2 separate regions of the Pan troglodytes genome follow, and region 1 is linked to region 2. The links are chromatin contacts, called in public HiChIP or PLAC-seq maps. All regions are on one chromosome and are shown on one strand. The core of a region is the stretch at or near the end of the contact, and the rest is flanking DNA. Distances in the headings are between cores, read along the strand shown. Region 1 holds the start of AFG3L2 (AFG3 like matrix AAA peptidase subunit 2). Region 2 holds the start of CEP76 (centrosomal protein 76).

What was found. HiChIP or PLAC-seq counts read pairs in DNA pulled down with a chosen protein or histone mark.
Region 1: a contact with region 2 is called in an H3K4me3 HiChIP or PLAC-seq map of stem cell-derived excitatory neurons, with 5 times the contacts expected there. The contact joins the promoter of AFG3L2 here to the promoter of CEP76 in region 2. A contact is called at or near these places in 1 of 7 Hi-C or Micro-C datasets (stem cell-derived neural progenitor cells) and 1 of 1 datasets of contacts at active chromatin or transcription factors (stem cell-derived excitatory neurons).

Annotation. Positions count from the first base shown.
Region 1 is chr17:18,525,227-18,528,918 of NHGRI_mPanTro3-v2.0_pri, reverse strand. It overlaps AFG3L2 (AFG3 like matrix AAA peptidase subunit 2), which reads right to left and starts at 1,987. Exons shown (of 17, transcript XM_512199.7): 1 at 1,483-1,987. The coding sequence starts at 1,596. It overlaps LOC134808649 (a long non-coding RNA gene), which reads left to right and starts at 2,529. Exons shown (of 2, transcript XR_010152015.1): 1 at 2,529-2,612.
Region 2 is chr17:18,198,974-18,202,923 of NHGRI_mPanTro3-v2.0_pri, reverse strand. CEP76 (centrosomal protein 76) reads right to left here and starts at 2,104. Exons shown (of 13, transcript XM_016933264.2): 1 at 1,809-2,104; 2 at 278-433. The coding sequence starts at 1,871. It overlaps PSMG2 (proteasome assembly chaperone 2), which reads left to right and starts at 2,313. Exons shown (of 7, transcript XM_016933269.4): 1 at 2,313-2,487. The coding sequence starts at 2,431.

The DNA of each region.
Region 1 (3,692 bases), core at 738-3,237, 330 kb before region 2:
GAGGCGGGAGGATCGCCTGGGTCCTGGAGTTCCAGGCCAGCCTGGGCAACTGGGCAAGGTGGTGAACCCTATCTTTTGGGACGGAGTCTCACTCTGTCGCCCAGGCTAGAGTGCAGTGGCCCGCTCTCGGCTCACTGCCAGCTCCACCGCCCAGGTTCACGCCATTCCCCTACCTCAGTCTCCCGAGCAGCTGGGACTACAGGCGCCCACCACCACGCCCGGCTAATTTTTTGTATTTTTAGTAGAGACGGGGTTTCACCGTGTTAGCCAGGATGATCTCGATTTTCTGACCTCGTGATCCGCCCGCCTGCTGGGATTACAGCCGTGAGCTACCGCGCCTGGCCTCTCCAGAAACTTTTTAAAAATCAACCACGGTGCTGTAGTCCCAGATACTCCGGAGGCTGAGGCGGGAGGATCGCTTGAGTTTGGGGCTGCAGTGAGCTGTGTTTGCGCCGCTGCACTCCGGCCTGGGCGAAGAAGCAAAACCCCGTCTCTTAAAAAATAAAAATAAAAATAAAAATCGTAGATCGGAGGGTCTGCTACCCTACCCAAGCTGGTTTCCAACTCCTGGACTCAAGCGATTCTCCCGCCTCGGCCTCCCTAAGTGCTGGGATCGCAGGCGTTAGCCCCGGCACTAGCCTATCTCCCCTTACAGTGAAGACGTTGAGCTGACTACAGGGGCGCTGGGATAGCAGGAGGCCAAGCCAGGTTCCCGTGGCCGACCCGGGGACCTCAACCATCACCCGTACACCAGTGCAAGGCTGAGGAACCGTGTCACTTAAACAGTGAGAGCGACTATTCGACACGTGAACCTTTCATTGAGACTGATCACGGCCATGGTTCTGTCAACACGCTATCATTATGTCAGAAACACTTATCAGGTCCCGTGTGTGTATCTAGAGGGATGGCTACCAACAGAGAAAGAGCCTCCAGCTGAGAGCAGGCCCTGATATGCAACGAACACAGAGTCCCTGCTCTGAAAAGGTGACATTCTTAATAATAATAGCTAATACTGCCAGTCCTGGAATGCCCGCAATGGCCCCATTCAACAGACGGGAACACGGAGACTCGGAGAGGTTAGGCAGCCCGACTCCAAAACCCGTCTTTGCGACTACATCGTGCTCGTGCTGCTGACTCAAAATTACAGACGCCTTCGTTCCGTGCTCCCGGGACACGAAAGCGGGGACAAGGACGGCTACCAAGCCAACATGACCTTCGAGGCTTCAACCGCCCCGGTGAAGCGCGAAAACCCGGCTCTACTGAAGCTGCGCGTTTTCAAAACTTGAATCCCACAGGCAGGGCTGAGCGCGAATCGGCGCTCCCAGGGCCGGCTGAGAGACAGCGCGGGGCGCCCAGGCCCTCGGCAGGGACGGCCCGCGTGCGGCCGGAGGGCGGGGGCCAGTGACCTTGACGTCCGCTCTCCCTAGCCGGAAGTGGGCCCGAGGCAGGGTGGAGGGCGCCGGGCGCCCAGGTAGGACTCACCGTCCGGAGGCAAGGCTGCTCGCCCGGGCCCACGCCGCCAGGCACGAGGAGCTGCTGTAGGCCGCGGGGCCAGCAGCCGCCCCGGCCCCACAGCCGCAAACAGCGGTGCGCCATGGCCGCCGCCGTGGCCCTCTCGGCCCGGGACGCTGCGCAGGCGCGGGCAGGCGACGACTGGTGGCCTCGGGAAGCGGGCTCGGCTCGGGAAAAGGCCGCCAGGCAGCGCAGCGCGCCCGCGGCTCACGGAGGAGCCCAAGCTCTCAACGCGGCGTCTCCTGCCGCCAGCCCCGCCCCGGCGCGCTGACGTCGGCTTCTCCTCTCCCAGGCCGGCCGCGACCTCTGCCAGTGCAGAAGACAGGACCAAATGGGAGGAGCATGAGGGCGGGACCGGAGGCGGGGGCCGACGGAGCAGCGCTGGGGGCGCGGCAGAAGGCGGGGCCAAGAAGGACCTTGGAGGGCAAGGGGGAGCTAGAGGCGGGGACCGGGCCGAGGGAGGACTCGGGAGGGCGAGCGAGGGCTGGGGGCGGGGCTGATGGTGCACGTGGGGGGCGTGACTGGAGGTGGGGCCGAGGAAGGACTAGGAGGGCGAGCAGGAGCTGGAGGCGGGGCTGACGGAGGAGTGTGGGGGGCGTGGCTGGAGGCGGGGACTAAGGGGAGACGCGTGACTGGGATCCTGGGCTTCCGGGCCTGGGCAGCCGGGTGGGCCAGCCAGTAGGAGCGAGGGGGAAGTAGCGAAGGCCCCAGCGGCGGCAGATGGAAGGACCCTCCGAGCGCCAGCTGAGTCATGGGGTGGTGCTAGGCTCTGGAGACGCCGAAGCACACATTCCTGACCCCTGGGAGGGCGATGCGAAGATTCACAAGCAGCAGGGAGTGTTGGGGCTGTGCCGTGCAGCCTGCGCTCTAGGAACCCTGTCGGGGAACTGGTTCTCGGAGAGCAAGTCGAGTCTTCCAGGTAGTGGAAACTACACATTGTTTCCTGTACCGTGACAGCGGAGGAAAAAAGGAGAGGTCTTTGAACTGAGGTGGGGGACTTGGGGGTTTTTCTGAGACGGGCTCTCGCTCTGTCGCTCAGGCTGGCGACGCTGGACCTCAGGCAAAGGACAGTAATCCTTGAGAGACAGGAGACAAACCAGGTGAGTCCTGTGATTACCCCAGTGGCAGTAAAACAATAACAAAAAGATATACCAGATACACCATCATACCATGCTCAAACAAAAGAAAACTGAGTAGACAAATAGATTTTAGGACAAGGAAATTCCAAACAAAATTAATTGCAGGGAAAAGAATATCACTAAGGATGAAGAGGATCGGGTTTCTTTTCCAGAGACAGGGTCTCAGTCTGTCACTTAGGCTGGAATGCCATGGTGCAATCGTAGCTCACTGCAGCCTCCAACTCCTGGGCTCAAGGGATCCTCCTGCCTCAGCCCCCCAAGTAGCTGGGACCACACACGCTCGACCACACTCGACTTTTTTTATTTTGTGTAGAGTTGAAGTCTCACTTTGTTGCCCAGGCTAGTCTCAAACTCCTGGCTTTAAGCAATCCTCCTGACTCAGCCTCCCAAAGTGCTGGGATTACAGATGTGAGCCACCCACATCTGGCCAAGAGAATTATTATTATTATTATTATTATTATTATTATAATAAAGGGGTCAGTTCATCAGTAGGACATAACAACCCTAAACATCTTTGTTCCCATTAACAGAAGCTTAAAATACATGGAGCAAAGACTGACAGAACCACAACTTCCAATTATATTTGGAGATTTCAAATCCTTCTTTTGATAATTGACAGAACAATTAGACAGGAAAATAGTAAGTATATAGAAGACTTAAACACAACCAACTAAATCAAATAGACATTTATAGAAAACTACTGATAACAACAGAATACACATTATTTTCAAGTTTTCACAGAGCACTTATCAAAATAAACCATATTGTAGGCCATAAAAATATTAAGAGGAGTCAAGTCATATAAAACATGTTTTCTATCCACAATGAAATTAAATTAGAAATCAGTATCAGAAATAGGCTGAGGTGAGAGGATCACTTGAGCCCAAGAGTTCCAGACAAGCCTGGGCAAAACAAAGACCTCGGCTTCAAAAAAGAAAAAAACTAGACAGAAAATGAAGTAAAACCAAAGAAGAGAAAGAAGATAAAAGTAAAAATCAATAAAATTAAAAACTAAAAGACATAGAGAAATGAATGAAATCA
Region 2 (3,950 bases), core at 855-3,354:
TATGTATATTCAAAATTTACAGACCTAGAAAATAAGAGAAAATTCTGTCACTGTAGAGACAGGAATAAGATATATAACACAAATTTCATTGATACACAAAACTATTCGGTATATTCAAGGGCAGAGCTAGCCTATACTTGAAACAAGGACACTAGTAAACAGAATGACCTTAAAGTGGTTTTACTAAAATGAAAGGCCCCACATCGGAACCTTATAAATAGTGTTACGCATTAGTATATACATATACTCTCATTTATTTCCCTAAAAGATTACTCACAGTAACAAAATTAAGTTCTTTCATCACATCGTCAATGATTCCTCGACGTCTAAGGGCTTTGATCAAATCTTCTGTTGATAAATGTTGTTGATCAGGTGCCAATTCTTCCCGTATAGTCTCGGCAAGAATTTCTCTTATTCTACCATGGACATCCATCTATGTAGAAAACTCATATTACAATTTATAACATCACAAAGCAGTCAAATACTGCTTCTGAAGTTTTAAGGTTCTCCAGCTAATAGTAAATGCACAATTGTTACCACAATTGAATGGGAACAAAGGTAAGCTTTTAAAGAATGAATCTTTTGAGTACAAATTCTAGAAATAGTCTCCACTGGTTATCTGGTACCTTTGTTACCATTTCTCCACAAACAACACTCAACCAAAAGGAATCTTCTGAGAGGGAGTATAGTATAATCAAAAGAACACGGACTGGGGGTAGGTAGATCAAAGTATGATCTTATTACTTTCATACTTTGATCTGCCTACTGATAAGGGAATCTTACCAGCTTTCAACTTAGTAGATGCGTAACCTCAAGCCAACTTATTTACCCTTTATAAATCTGTTTCGTCACCGATAAGAATGGAAAAACCTAGTGTAGTGCCCTCTCACAATAGTGTTGTGAGGATTAAAGATGCTAGACAGCACAAAGCCTGGCACACAAGAGCACCATAAATGGTCGCTTTTATCACTTCAGCATCTTGCACTCAGTCGAGCGAGCGCTGCAGAAACTGGAGGTTCTTCTGGAGCTCCGAAATATTAACAAATTCCGTCATTACAAACCCTTTAGTAACTTCTCTTCCATGACTTATTTGAGAATTACTGATTGAAGCTCCTGGTTCAACTTCGCTGATACCCACATGTTTCAGCGGTAAAGAAACCCTGATATCTGCCGGGCGCGGAGGCTCACGCCTGTAATCCCAGCACTTTAGGAGGCCGAGGCGGGCGGATCACGAAGTCAGGAGTTCGGGACCAGCCAGACCAACATGGTGAAACCCTGTCTCTACTAAAAATACAAAAATTAGCTTAGCGTGGTGGCGCGCGCCTGTAATCCCAGCTACTCGGGAGGCTGAGGCAGGAGAATCGCTTAAACCTGGGAGGCGGAGGTTGCAGTGAGCCGAGATCGTGCCACTGCACTCCAGCCTGGGCAACAGAGAGACTCCGTCTCAAGAAAGAAAAAAACCCTGATATCTTACAACAGAATATAAACCTCCAAATACAACTTACACTCGATCCGACTTCCAGAAGTCGCTCACTAAGCGCTTCATTCTCACGGCCGTCCCAAAACGCCAAGACCGCTCGTTCTATCGCCCCAGACTCTTGCTAGCACCTGCTCGGCTCGTTTTCTTTCTCGGAGACGAGGACGCTCTCCTGACTCAAACTCAAAGCTCTGCCTACTCTGCGTTGCGCACCCCACAATCCTCGCTACAGTCCCGGCAAGCAGATGCCGCTGTCGGCCCGGGGCCGCCGGGCAGGAGGGAAAGGTTATGGGTCGGCCCGGCGGTCTCTCCCAGCACCCACGACTCTCACCTTGCTCAGCTGCTGGTGGATGAGTTGCTTCAGCTCGGAGGCTTTCTCCGGAGGCAGCGACATGCTGGCAGCCGGCGTCTCCCCGCCGCTTCTCCCCGCCTCAGATGCCCTAACTGCGCGGCCCCTGCCGGGCCAGGGAGCGTTAGGAGCGACTGGAGCACAAAGCGCCGCAGCCGTTCGCCTAGCGCAGCTCCCGGGGGACGCAACGCCGCGTCAGGCCGGGGACTGACCTGGAACTGAGGCCCCGGCGGCGGCGGCGCCAACTGTTTTCAAACAGTGGCGGACAAACAGGGCTTGGGGCTGGCCCGCACGCTGCCTGATCGTTTCCGCCCGCCGCTCCACCTCCCCGCGGGCCCCGCACCCCGAGACCTCAGCGCACCCCATCGCCTTGCTTGCCAGGGTCTCCGAAAGCGCTGTTGGCCCCTCTTCGCGGCCACCCGGCGGCCTCTTTCCGCCCTCTGAACCGGCAGTTAGCTGGACGGGCCCCAAGGGCCCGGCGCCCAGGGACTCAGAGGACCCTCCCGCGCCCCGCGAGGCTCCGGGGACTCGGGCTTCCGCCTTCTTGCTGCCCTCGTTCTTGCCAGGGCCGCGGTTAGTCCCTGCTGGCCACCCCACTGCGACCATGTTCGTTCCCTGCGGGGAGTCGGCCCCCGACCTTGCCGGCTTCACCCTCCTAATGGTGAGTCTCCGTTTGCGCTCGGGGCTGCTGCCTCCTGAGGCCCCTGCGGTGTCGCCACCCCGACGCGGGGTGTTTGGTGGTGCCTTGGGAGAAATAGGGCACTAGTTTCTATTTCATGTTTTCGGCCGGAAAAAACAGGGAGGTTGTAGCCGGAGGCAGCCGTCCAAACAGAACCTTTGTCGGCTGTAAAACCAAACGTAGTCAAGTCTACAATTTGTAGTCTCTGTTTCCTGTAAAACGTGATGTGTTCGTACATTCTAGATACACTGTACTTACGTTTTGCAGGGCATCCTTCAGTTTTATCCTAGAAAGTCTTTCTACGACTAGTTTTAGAATTAGTCTTAAGCTAGCATATTATCGTTGTTAACCGGAGAACTACTGATAGGGCAATAAACGTTAACTCTTGCCGGTAGTTAGCACAGTTTTATCGCTCTTTATATTCATTCATTGTTTTAATAAAGTCTGTTATGTGCGAATATTAGAATAAGACTAGGTGCGTGCCCTCAAAGAATTTACACTGTAGTTGGAAACATGTAATCTAAGAGCAATAAATGCTAGGCTAGAAGCTTGAAAGGATGTAGAAAGGTCCTGAGATAATTGGGAGGGGAGGGACAGATGGCTTGTTAAGAAAGGCTTTATAGAGAAAGTAGTATGCAAAAGATGGAGGGCCTGTGGGCTGGGAGTAGGGGAAAGTAGGCGTTTCAGAAAGATGGATGTCTAAAACAGAGTCAGTTAGCATGGGGGACTTGAAGACTGCCAAGAATTTGGAATGACACATTGAGAGAGAATAAGCTGTAGGCCCTGTGAACCCAGAAGGCACCATTGGAAAATGCACTGTTTGGAGTGGTATAAGGCTGGAGAGAGCTCAAACTGTCATTCTTATTCATTACAGATAAAACACACAACCCCAGAGAAGAGTGTTTCAAAAAGGAGGGAGTGGCCATGTCAAAAGTAGCCCAGAGATGTGTAAGGTGAAGAAAGTGTATGTTTGGATTTAGCGACATGTTAATGATGGTCACTTGGACAGTTACCAGTGAAGTGGTGAAGAGGAAAGCCATATTGGAGTGGGTTGAATGAATGATAGAAAACAAGTAAAGATTTGGGTTGTATAATATATATTCAGTCATTAATTCAGAGACAGGCATGATGGCTCATGCCTGTAATCCCTGCACTTTGGAAGGCCGAGTACAGGAGGATCGCTTGAGCTCAGGAGTTCAAGACCAGCCTGGGCAACATAGTGATACCTCATCTCTACAAAAAAATAAATAAATAAAAATTAGCCAGGTGTGGTTTCCTGCACCTGTATCTCAGCTACTCGGGAAGCTGAGGCGGGAGGATCACTTGAGCCCAGGAGGCAGAGGCTGCAGTGAGCTGAAATCGTGCCACTGCACTCCAGCCTGGGCGGCAGAGTGAGACCCTGTCTCAAAAAACTTTTTTAAATAAGAGATAAAGTTTCTGCTTAT